Regions from separate parts of the Anas platyrhynchos genome. Here region 2 is linked to region 1. Evidence: chromatin contacts called from public Hi-C data. All regions are on one chromosome and are shown on one strand. The core of a region is the stretch at or near the end of the contact, and the rest is flanking DNA. Distances in the headings are between cores, read along the strand shown. Region 1 has its middle 400 kb from the start of TAFA2. Region 2 overlaps LOC106014350 (a long non-coding RNA gene).

Region 1 (2,791 bases), core at 288-2,787:
ACCTTCTCCGGCAATGACATCGACTGATAGTAGCTAATATTCCCATCTGTTGTATTTTCTTTTCTTTTGGCTACAGGTTTTGCTTATGTTGCACTCTGCTGCATAGGAGAGGTGTGGATCACAGAAACAGAGTGCGAGTACCAGCTGCTCACCTCCATTCGTAGGACTGCCTATTGCCAAAGCAGCTGCAGAGATTTCTAATCCTGGAGTGATTAAAAAAAGCATGATATGGTAGGAAGTCTAGAGGAACAGGCAATACTGTCCAAATCTGACATGCCAACACTTCCAGAGCATGAGCTGGTGCACATGCTGTGTGAAGTTTTATCTTGAAACTACAACCCACAGGTGTATGGCTTTGTGCTATAGTAAGTGGTGTCTTTATCAGAATGTCACGCTACCTTTGACCTGTTCCTTGGAAGTCCTTTCACCTTTTATTTTATTTTATTATTTTATTTTATTTTATTTTATTTTATTTTATTTTATTTTATTTTATTTTATTTTATTTTATTTTATTTTATTTTTTATTTTTAATTCTCCAGCCTGCTTTCATGTTACCCTTGTGTAGGCCATCAAGTCAGGTAGCATGATAAGGCTTGAAATATCTGGTAATGAAGTGAATGAGGGAGCACTATATTTTTTCTTGAGTGAAAAAACAGGTGAAAAAACAGGTTTACTGCTTTTAGCACTTTTCTGTATGCATTTATATTTTTATTTTTGAGATATGTTTCCAAAAAAAAAAAAAGAAAGAAAATTAAAAAAAAAATCACGAAAGAGAGCTCAGTATTTTATATAAAGATCTTTCTGCAGTCCAACTGAAAATATAAAAAGTTATCATGGAGTTATCATAAGAAACCTTTCTGCGTGCAGGGAGGGGATGTCACACATACCTATTACCAAAAAGTTCAAGTTGTTGTTTGCAGGTTGACTACCTGACTGCACACATAAGTATCTTAAAGTCTTTGGGAAAGTAAAGTGGTCTTTTGGGTGGTGGTGATCTCTCTTTGCACGCGATGAAGATTTTTAGAAGCCCAGTATCTGGCGTATCAGTGAATGGTATCAGTGTGGTAAGGACCTAAAAGTTCTTCTTTATGATGAAATCAGTGTTGATAATACATTTATGCTTTAGTTGCTGCTGAGCAGTGTTTGAGCAGAGCCAAGGACTTTTTGGCTTCTCACACTGCCCTGACAGCAAGGAGGCTGGGGGTGCACAGGGAGCTGAGAGAGGGGACACAGCCAGGACAGGTTATCCAGGCTGATATTCCATACCATCATGCTGAACAATGATAGTTGGGGGAAAGTAGAAGGAGAAGGGAATGTTCAGAGTGATGGCATTTGTCTTCCCAAGAAAACATTACACATGATGAGCCCTGCTTTCTTGGAAATGGCTGAATATTTTGCCAATGGGAAGAAGTGAATGAATTCCTTGTTTTGCTTTGGTTGTGTGCACAGATTTTGTTCTGTCTTTTAAACTGTCTTTATCTCAGCCCACAAATGGTCTCTGTTTTGTCTTTCCTACTCTCTTCCCCATCCCACAGGGTGTGGAGTGAGTGTCTGTGTGGAGTTTGGCTGCCTACCAGGGTTAAACCACAACAGATCTGCAGAGGTCTCCTTACCCACTATCTTCCCTGAGAAGCTTTAATGATAAATTTCAAGTTTCCACATTGCATTGCAGAAAAAAATACTAATAAAATGGTAGAATACTAATAAAATATTAACCTAGGCAGATATTAAAGATCCCTCCCACCCCCAAGAAAAACAACCCACCAACTGCTCATGAAAGGACAGAAGAAGGAAACTGTGCAGTGTCAGTGTGCATTTCCAAGAATATTTATAACAGGTGATCTCTGATATAGGAAGTCAATAGTAACTGAGCACAAGCAATGCGCAGATGTCTGTCACTTTAAAACAGAAAAAGTTGGGTAGGCTGAAAATGATGTCTAGGGATTAAACACTAAGAATGTTAACATGTCAGGTGGAACAGCAAAGGTTGAATCCTCAGTTAACACTTCTACAACAGATGTGTAAATAGATAACAGAACATGAATTTGAGACATTTTCAACTGCAAGAATTTGGAAAGAATGCTAAAACACATAGCTAGACTTATAATTCCCCAAATAGTAGTAAACATTGCACATATTATAGCTTGAAACAGCCAGTGTTTATATGTTTATTTATTTATTTTTCTTTCTGTTTTGTGGCATTACCATTAGGGAAAATTGCTAGCAGCGGGGGAAAGAGGAAAAGGAAAATGTTTGTACATAAATATGTTCTGTATTTTCAGCCTTTAGCCTAGGGAATAGAATGTCTGTTCCTTGACCCTTTACTTGTATACTTATAATTGTATACATTTGTGAGTATTTTCCAAAAAGCTGAAAATATTTGAAGGAGCTATTTCATACTCCACTTTTGACTTTTTTTTTTTTTTTTTTTTTTTTTGACTGGTTGTAGGTGAACATTTCTCCTTTAAGCTTTGTTCAGGAAACTACAAATAATCAACAAATAGAGCAAGTTTGCAGTTTAACAAAATCCTTAAACACATGCTTAAGTACTTTTCTATTCACATTTCTTTATCACAGAATCACACAGAATCGCCGAGGTTGGAAGGGACCTCTAGTTCATCTAGTCCAACCCCCCTGCTGAGCAGGATCACATAGATCACATTGTGCAGGATGGCATCCAGGTGGGTTTTGAATATCTCCAGAGAATGAAACTCCACAGCGCCTCTGGGCAACCTGTTCTAGTGCTCTGTCACCCTCACAGTAAAGAAGTGCCCTCTCATATTCAGCCAAA
Region 2 (2,818 bases), core at 32-2,531, 57 kb before region 1:
TTTTAAAATCTTTCTCATTGTGAGAGTTTTGTGCTCAACTTGTCTGTTTGTCTAAGCAAGCAGCACCACCATTGATCTGATTTGGTATATTGTTTTGTGCATGTTTTGCACTGCTATAATGCAGTGAGAATAAGCAGTGATTATGGCATGGGAGGAAGATACAATTGCAGTACTTTGGAGCAATAAAACAGAAGAGGTTCCCATACAACTTCTCTGTGAACAGCAGGCATTTTACACCTGCTTTTGTGATTTCAACCAGAAATGAGTCATTTGTCACTTCGTTTATAAGCACTTGGTTAGTATTTATTGTTAAATTTTATTTTATTTTTGATCATCCTGCAACTGCTACAATGGCTTTAAGTGTTTTTTAACATTGCACTTATGACATCCTCAAAATCAGTAATGACAAATTTCAGTTCTAAATGAGTAACTCTGCTACTTCTTGTTGAAGACATGTAGGTTATTGTCTTATCATTGTTTATTAATACTTGAATTTATACTTCCTCTTGAATAACTTCCTTTCTTTTCAAGCTTTCCCTTTTATAACTTTAAACCAAGTAGTATTGAAATCCTGAAAATGCCGCATTTACTCATACATGTACATGAAACACTATGATAAACATTTTGAAAGCTTGTCTGGCTCTCTGCTATTCTTTCTTTCCTGGCTGGATTGCTTTATGAACAGATAACACTGGTATGAAAACTAAAGCTCTGAAATCAAATTTTTGTAGCACAGATTTGTACATGCTCTTTAAAATTTTATTTCCCACAATGGATACTGAAGCTTTAAATATTAATGTGACTTCAATATTGCACAGAATAAGACAGAAGGTTGAGACCTTCTTATATCTTAATGTAATTCCTACAAAGTTAGAACCAGTTATGTATTACCAAGACTTGATTTAGCTAGTGGCATGTCAATGAAGAATAACAAATCTGAACACAGTGCCATAATGATTGCTGTGTTACTCTTTCATTATTCACTCCAATCTCATAACTTCAATGGCATTCAAAGCATGAAATGCATTGTCAAAAATATATCGTTCAAAATACAGTGCCATTAAATATTTTATCCAATTGGCAATGGTGCTGCAAAAGGATTGAGCATTAAACTGCAAATGCTCTTCTAAAAAAAAAAAGTCATTGAACTTTGCTTTCCAGCTCCATTTCTACAGATAAGTCTTCTGTCAGCAATTTCTTTTCAAGTCAAGCAATCTCTTTCTCTCTGTCTTTCTGGTTAGTGTACTACGGAAAGTCTCTACTTCTGTACAGAGGCTGCTGGAGTCCCTGTGAGATATGTTCATCTGATTCGTGTCAGTATGGAACAATGCTAGGGCTGCATTGTATGATGAATGTGACCTTCTGTCTTACATACCCTTGTATAACCACAAGTCTAAGAAAAACAGAGTGGTTAACGTATATAGTTCTAGTATCTTGCAAAGAAACGTTTTAGCAATTCATGTCAATAGAGAGCTTGAAGGGAAATGTATTTGTAGGCTTTTCCTTGAAGTCTCTGATATCTGGGGGGTTTCAGAATAGCTGCTAACTATTATGACTATTGCATGGGACACTATGCAAGTCTCTGATATCTGGCCAGGAGATTAAGGAGACGGGGAGAGCTGAAGAACAACTAAAAGACAAAGCTTGCAGGGGATGCTGCACAAGTCTCTGACATACAGCCAAGTTGGACAAAGGAGAAGGACAAGAGGGAGGAAGACTATGAGCCTTCAGCACGAGAGACCCCCAGAGGGGCCACCAGAGACTGATACGCATGCTCCAGTAGGAGGGTTTGGATTCCAGAAACTAACTATAATAACTCTGTTTTTTTTTTTTTGTTGTTTTTTTTTTTTTTTTTTTTTAAGAAGTAGTAATATGTATCAGCCTAGGAGCATAAAAATCAGCTGCTTGATGAAACTGGTGTGCGTCTTGGTGGAGCAGAGACTTCCAGCACACCCAGCGCTGTTTGCTTACCTCTGTTCCTTTAATAAATTGTAAACTTTGATTATAGTCCTATTTTGAAGTCTGAGCCATTTATTACATCCTGAAAACATGATAGAGAGCTCTTAACTCTGTCTATTGGCATGCAGATTTGACATCTAATTAGCAATTGTTTTCTTTTAAGGTAAAGTTAGAATATTTTCTTAGATGAATGGATATGTAGACCATGTAAGGGAGAACTATATTATATATGTTTTACAATATATTATATATATATTAATATATATAACATAATATAATTAGTACCTCAGGTTTTACTTTTTTTCCACAGTTTTTATCAAATCAAAACAACTCAATTCTACACTAGTTTCTTAACCACTTTTCTTTCTGTTCATACTGTTTTTCCCATGACATTTGGGACATTTCATGAAGATCTTGTGCTCCCTTACCTAACAGCCCAGTATTTCCTTTGGAAGATCTCTTCTACCTTATTCTATATCATGGCCACTTGTGTGCACTATGGCTAATGGCATGTTTAGAAGATTGTCTAAAAGTCTATGTTGCTTATTGCAAAGGCAGAGAACAAGAAAATGCTTACTGTTCATACAAGCAAAAAATGATATTCCTGTAAATCTGAAGTCAAGATTTTGTAGGCTGTATGTGACAGGAATTTTAAAGAAGGGACTTGAAAGATAATTCTGAATTGATTTTTAGGTAAGTTTAAGGTCTTTTTATTGTTATTTTGTTATATTTATTTATTTTTATTATATATATTTTTTCCAAGTGCAAGAGATACTGTGAGAAAAAGTTTGTCTGAAAATCTGGAAAGTCAGTCTTGACAGAGACTATGTGGAATGCCCAGCTTTGAGTCCTCTGTCCA

What was found. A called contact is a pair of places that touch in the nucleus more often than the background predicts.
Region 2: a Hi-C map of F5 follicle shows a contact between it and region 1, with 2.2 times the contacts expected there. The contact joins two enhancer-like sites. A contact is called at or near these places in 2 of 8 Hi-C or Micro-C datasets (F5 follicle and small yellow follicle).

The regions. Positions count from the first base shown.
Region 1 is chr1:34,509,992-34,512,782 of IASCAAS_PekinDuck_T2T, reverse strand. No RefSeq gene overlaps it. Among named protein-coding and RNA genes, the nearest start is that of TAFA2, 400 kb to the left of the region's middle. Within about 2 kb of position 1,537, at least 3 of the 8 cell types and tissues checked have an H3K27ac peak or open chromatin away from gene starts, as enhancers often do. A contact at or near this core is called in F5 follicle and small yellow follicle, where this site is marked.
Region 2 is chr1:34,566,829-34,569,646 of IASCAAS_PekinDuck_T2T, reverse strand. All of the region lies in intron 1 of LOC106014350 (a long non-coding RNA gene), which reads left to right. Among named protein-coding and RNA genes, the nearest start is that of TAFA2, 340 kb to the left of the region's middle. Within about 2 kb of position 1,281, at least 3 of the 8 cell types and tissues checked have an H3K27ac peak or open chromatin away from gene starts, as enhancers often do. A contact at or near this core is called in F5 follicle and small yellow follicle, where this site is marked.